Linked DNA regions of Mus musculus: region 2 is linked to region 1. Evidence: chromatin contacts called from public Hi-C data. All regions are on one chromosome and are shown on one strand. The core of a region is the stretch at or near the end of the contact, and the rest is flanking DNA. Distances in the headings are between cores, read along the strand shown. Region 1 overlaps Myo18b (myosin XVIIIb). Region 2 overlaps Grk3 (G protein-coupled receptor kinase 3).

Region 1 (2,679 bases), core at 102-2,601:
TGGCGTTTCCTCAGAGCCCACTAGTCACCAGCAAACAGCTTCGAGGGACAGAGGACACCGGTGTAGTCCATGACTCTCCACCAGGTGGCGCCATGAACCTTTGCTTTCATTACTAATCCCAATCATAAATGCCCTTTCTTCCGTTCAAGAGATAATAAATAAATACCAGGGTGAACAGAGCTTCTATCTCCACATGAAGGTGGATGTATGAGACTTCAGAGAATCTAGCTAACGTTAGGAGCTCAGAGAAGCTGCAGCTTGAACTTTGTCCCAGCTCCTCTGCGTGTCCATGAAATGGCTTTCCAGGTGGGTGTCATGGCTAGTTTAAAGTGTCACACCTTGGCTTTGAACCAGAGCTCACCATCCCCCTCTAGGGAGCATGGGGTCACTGGTGCTTGCCAAATCCAAGATTCCCATCATGAGCATAGCTGAGGGTTTCCGGGGTGCTGACAGTCAGTTCTCCCCTATAATACCCAGGCGAGGGGCCTTCCACTTGTCTCTGCCCCCGACCATTGCCCCACCTCACCTTCCCTGAAGAGGGCACTGTGGTCGTCTGTGGCTGCAGGGTGATCAGATCAGGCCCCGAGCAGGTGTATGGCAGCTGAGCCCGGTAGCGCTGTAGAAGCGTGTTCATGACGCTTGACTCGTTGACGCTGACCAGAGAAGCCAGGTCCTCAGCTTGGTCCAGCTCAGAGGGGTTGGCCTAAAGAACTCACAAAGGATCTCCTCTGGATTCCTTGGCCCCTACCCCACCAGCACCAGCACACATACACAGATATGTGCATGGACAAATGCTTGCATACACACCCTCATGCATACATGTGCCCCACACACTGCTTGGTCTTGTCATGTAAAGGGCATGTGACAAAGACCAGTGCACAAAGGGAAGTGACAGGCTCTCTCCTTGGCCTGTCTATCTCCTTTGCTTTGTCTCCACATCCTGGGTGCACTGCTCTGTGAGGCTGCTGTCTCCAAGACAGGTCAAGTAAAACCCCAAGTGTACCATGCTTGGCTTGCTGAGGGTACATGCCTCTTCACATCATCTGCTTTTTAAGTCCTGGAGAGGAACACTCGACGTGCCCTGTGACACCCAGGGGTGGAAGCCAGTGGCCAACCACCTCCTTTACCAAAGCTCACTGTGCCTTGGTCCCTTAGAGGTATGCACAGCCCCCTAAGGGAAAGGTTGATGCCCAAAATATGCACCATTGGAATCTATGCTTCAATGGCAACCTGCCCATTTAGCTGAGTTCCCTAGCTCCCAGGGTGAAAACAGAAACACGTCTATGGAAAGGTTTTCACAAAATGAAAAGTAATCTCCTGCTCAGATCAGTCAGAGCCACGGCAACAGGAGCCAGCAGGCTTGTCTTCACAAAGAGCTAAAAGATACAGTGAACGATCCCATGATGGAGCCCCATCAGCAGAGCCCTGAGTACCATGGGGGGTGGGGACAGAGAGGACAGAGCAGTGGTGGGGAGGAGGGGACACTCACCGGGTGGACCTGCTCCTCATCCACTTCGATGACAGTCCTGTCTGCATCGATGCAGAGCCGCACCCTTCCAGCAGGCGGGTCAGCTGTTCCCTCATCTGGTTTAAGCACCGTTGCTGCATGGACAGCCAGAGACAGGAGGGGAAAGAAAGGTGGGTAGGAGGGCAGGGGCAGGGAGGGGAAAGGAGAGGAGGGAATAGAAAGGGAGGGGAGGGAGAGGAGGGGAGGGGAGGGGAAGGGAGGGGAGGAGGGTTAGGAGAGAAGGGGAAGGGAGGGGAGAGAGTGAAGGGGAGAGGGGGAGAAGAGAGGGGAGGGGAAGGGAAGGGAGGGGAGGGGAAAAGGAGAAGGGAGGGGAGAGGAGGGGGAGGGAGAGAAGGAGGAGGGGAAGACAAGAGAGGGGAGGGGAGAAGAAAGGAAGAGAAGGGAGGGTAGGAAATGGGAGAAGAGGGGAAGGGAGAGGAAGGGAGGGAAGGGTAGAGTCTCTGAGACAGTCCAGGAAGCTGGAGACTGAACTTGGGACAGGCTGAAAGGTTCTATTCACATAAAGAACCTGTACTGCCACCCCTAAGCCAGTAGTTCTCTGTGGGTCATATGACCCTTTCCACTGGGGTTGCCTAAGACCATGGGAACGTTACTATTCGTAACAGTTGCAAAATCACAGTTATGAAGTTGCAATGAAAATAACTTTATGGTTGGGGGGTCACCACAACACAGGGAACGGTGTTAAAGGGTCGGGGCATTAGGAAAGTTGAGAAGCACTGCTCCAAGCCCTTTTGAGACAAAGGTTAGCACTGAGCAGGCCCCTCAGAGGGTGAAGTCCACCGACCTGTTCCACACCCCTAGGTCAGATCAGGATGATAATGGGCAAACAGTACAAATGGAACACAGAATCACTTCTCAGAACACGCCCTTCAGTCTCCACTGGCCAACAAGAATGGACTGGGGATGGGGACTCTCTGCCCCATAGCAGCTACTGGTGCCATCCTCATCTCAGCCTCTCCCCTACCTCCTTGCTTACCTCGAGAATGAAGTAAAACTGGCTGGTGGCGGGAAAGACATGAGAAACAAGTGGGACTCCCCTCCCCAAACCCCAGGCCAGCCTGAGCCCACTTACCAAGCGTGAACCCGTCCTTCTGCACCAGCCAGACTTTCTGTGCCTCGTACCATCTATCCTCATAAGCCTGGGAGCAAAA
Region 2 (2,679 bases), core at 70-2,569, 89 kb after region 1:
TTCTGCATTTCTCCTGGACCTCTGTAATAAGAACACCACACCAACATCCTGCTCATTAATGACTAAGCAAACATAGTAATGTTAAGAAGGAAGGTAGACATGTGTCCACTGAGTCCATTTGTCTTTTGGGTTATTTAGAACAGAAGTGGACATCTCTAGGGACCAGGGGCCTTTGGCAACCAGAGCCCAAGGCTCTCAGGTCAGAGGGTAAACCTTGGATGTGGGAAGGGCTCAGGATCACCTGCTGCCACCCCAGCACTGATTCTGAGGCTCAGGACAAGAGGGCCATTGTGTCAGCTGGGCTCCCAAGCCTCCCTGCTCTCAGCTTCTGTGTCCCCCGGAAGCATCAGGGAGCCACAGCCACACTGTTGAGGTTTCTCCTGCTTCCAGAGAGATGGCAGGGCTCACAGGAAAGCCCTCAAGCCTTTAGTGCCCCACCCACCTGCCTGCACAGCTCTGGTGATGTTCAAGGCTTTCCAAACCCAAGCTCCACACTCAGCAAGCCTTTCTTTCTTTCTTTCTTTCTTTCTTTCTTTCTTTCTTTCTTTCTTTCTTCCTTCCTTCCTTCCTTCCTTCCTTCCCTTATCCTTCCTTTCTTTCTTTCTTTCTTTCTTTCTTTCTTTCTTTCTTTCTTTCTTTCTTTCTTTCTTTTCTTTCTTTCTTTTTTGTTTCTTTGTTTCTTTCTCCTTTTACTTTGAGAATTCCAACTAAAATGTTGCAATGCAAATTGATTTTCAAAGTAATTTACTTACCTATAACTTGAACTGTTTTCATACCCTAGGGTGTGTGTGGGTGTGTGTTTGTGTGTATGTGTGTGTTACCTACAAAGCAAGTCACACCTCTAGCATCCCATGATGAAGGGTCACCAACTCTTGAGGTAAAGACAGACCAGGCTCAAGGCATGGAACAAGTAGAACCCAGTCACACAAGACTAACATGGACTCTGAGGTGCAAGCCAGATTTGAGAAATCTAGGCAGTGGGGCTGGCCCTGGATGAGGCCGAGTCTCAGCACTGAGCCAGCATTCCTCCCTGGCTTCACTGAGCCTCTTTCCAGAGCTTTCTGCTGGCCCCAGGATCACATATATGAATGTCAGTCAGTCCCCAAGATGCTGACTGCATTCCAGGATAAACTATCTCTCCATTCTAGTTGAACCACAACCCACGCAGTCAAGTGGAACACACACAGGGGGCTGCTCTCAGAGGCTTGGAGCCCTGCGTGCAAACTGACTTGGAGACACATGCATAAACAGCTCAAGGGGAGCTGACCAATTTCAGAGTATCAGATGACACACTACTCTGCAGCCTGGAAACCCAGGGAGATGAATTCATTAAGTGTGCAAACAATGCCCGTGAGTGCACAGTCTGTCCTCTTCCTGCTTGGCCCTTGCCTTGGGAGATGTGTCTCAAGATCCTAAGATGTGAATCAGATAAAACACAGTCACCGTGTCGAATTAGCAAAGGCTTCCCTTATCATCCTTGTAAAATGGAAGTTCTCCAGACTGTCTCAATTTTAGAACAAGCTGAAGTAGAATGTGGGGTCAGGGGCTACATACCCCAGAGATACAACATAAAGCATCAAGGAGGAAGTGTGACAAAGGGCTGGGTTGGGGTCCCCAGAAAGGAAGGTCTGTGGAGGGATAAAGCAGCACACACCAGGGCAATGTATCGCGCACACACCAAGCTGCATACCTTTCCATAAACTTTTGGAAAATATCCCCACGAAGGCTTTCACAGATTTCTTCTATGTATGGCTGCAAAGAAAGAAAGGACACCATGTAAATAGGAATGAATCAGAGAAAGGGCACTTGCCAATGGCCTCGAGCCTGAGATGAGTAACCGTGCTACCCGAGATGCTGGCCACGGGATGCTGGCCATAGGATGCTGGCCACAGGATGCTGCCCCCAAGCTTGTCTCTCTTGCTATCACCACAGCATGACCCGGCTCATTCCAGGATTATCATCTCCTTAGCTCCTACTGCATTGCACACAGCTCTTCATGAGCTGCTGTCTTAACTTCCTTATTGGCTCCCTGAGTCACTTAAAGGGTCCCCGCCCTTAGCTATGGGGCCCTCTGTCACCATCTTGGAATTCAGACTAATTTCCGAAAAGGGGGTCGCGTGTTTACATTTGGCCCTGTGAGTGAGTTTCCCAGCATGCTTTGCTATGTGCCTTGTCCATGTAGACTGAGTTTTAAAGACCGGAAGCTGATAGGCCCACGGTTAATTGTTCTAATTGGCCATGTTATTAATTAATTAATGTTATAGCTTTTAGACTCAGAAGAGGGAGGGAGGCTGTGGGGCTCAGCAGGCGTGGTCAGGGCTTCTAATGAGTACCCTGGGAGATGCAGAGAGCTCCCAGTTCCTCAAGTGGGGATCGACCACTCTCTGTCTCAGCTCTGCTCCTCTTCGCACTGAACAAACAGCCAGGATTTCTGTCCTACACACTCCAGTTGACAACAAGAAGCTGGCGGGTGGCCACGCTTCAGAGTTCACCAGAGTCCATTAGATCTTTTGGGAAAATATCTTGATATGTTTGATGCATTAGATGATGGGAAATTTAACCCTTTCAGTGTCTTCCTTCACTCAGCATATATCAAAACAAATAGAGACGGCAGGAGAAGGGGGTGTCCTGGCAGCAAGAAGCTCAGATGGGGACTTGGTCATGAGGTCCCATGTTCCT

What was found. A called contact is a pair of places that touch in the nucleus more often than the background predicts.
Region 2: a Hi-C map of the N1E-115 cell line shows a contact between it and region 1, with 2.7 times the contacts expected there. The contact joins two enhancer-like sites. A contact is called at or near these places in 14 of 484 Hi-C or Micro-C datasets (the N1E-115 cell line, cerebral cortex, liver and 4 more), 1 of 115 datasets of contacts at active chromatin or transcription factors (bone marrow-derived dendritic cells) and 3 of 9 other capture datasets (adipose tissue, embryonic stem cells and pancreatic islet).

Annotation. Positions count from the first base shown.
Region 1 is chr5:112,870,895-112,873,573 of GRCm38.p6, forward strand. It overlaps Myo18b (myosin XVIIIb), which reads right to left. Exons shown (of 44, transcript NM_028901.2): 5 at 2,601-2,667; 6 at 1,490-1,602; 7 at 527-703. Among named protein-coding and RNA genes, the nearest start is that of Myo18b, 24 kb to the right of the region's middle. Within about 2 kb of position 1,352, at least 2 of the 459 cell types and tissues checked have an H3K27ac peak or open chromatin away from gene starts, as enhancers often do. A contact at or near this core is called in the N1E-115 cell line, where this site is marked.
Region 2 is chr5:112,959,897-112,962,575 of GRCm38.p6, forward strand. Grk3 (G protein-coupled receptor kinase 3) reads right to left here. Exons shown (of 21, transcript NM_177078.4): 6 at 1,691-1,752. Among named protein-coding and RNA genes, the nearest start is that of Grk3, 54 kb to the right of the region's middle. Within about 2 kb of position 1,320, at least 38 of the 459 cell types and tissues checked have an H3K27ac peak or open chromatin away from gene starts, as enhancers often do. A contact at or near this core is called in the N1E-115 cell line, where this site is marked.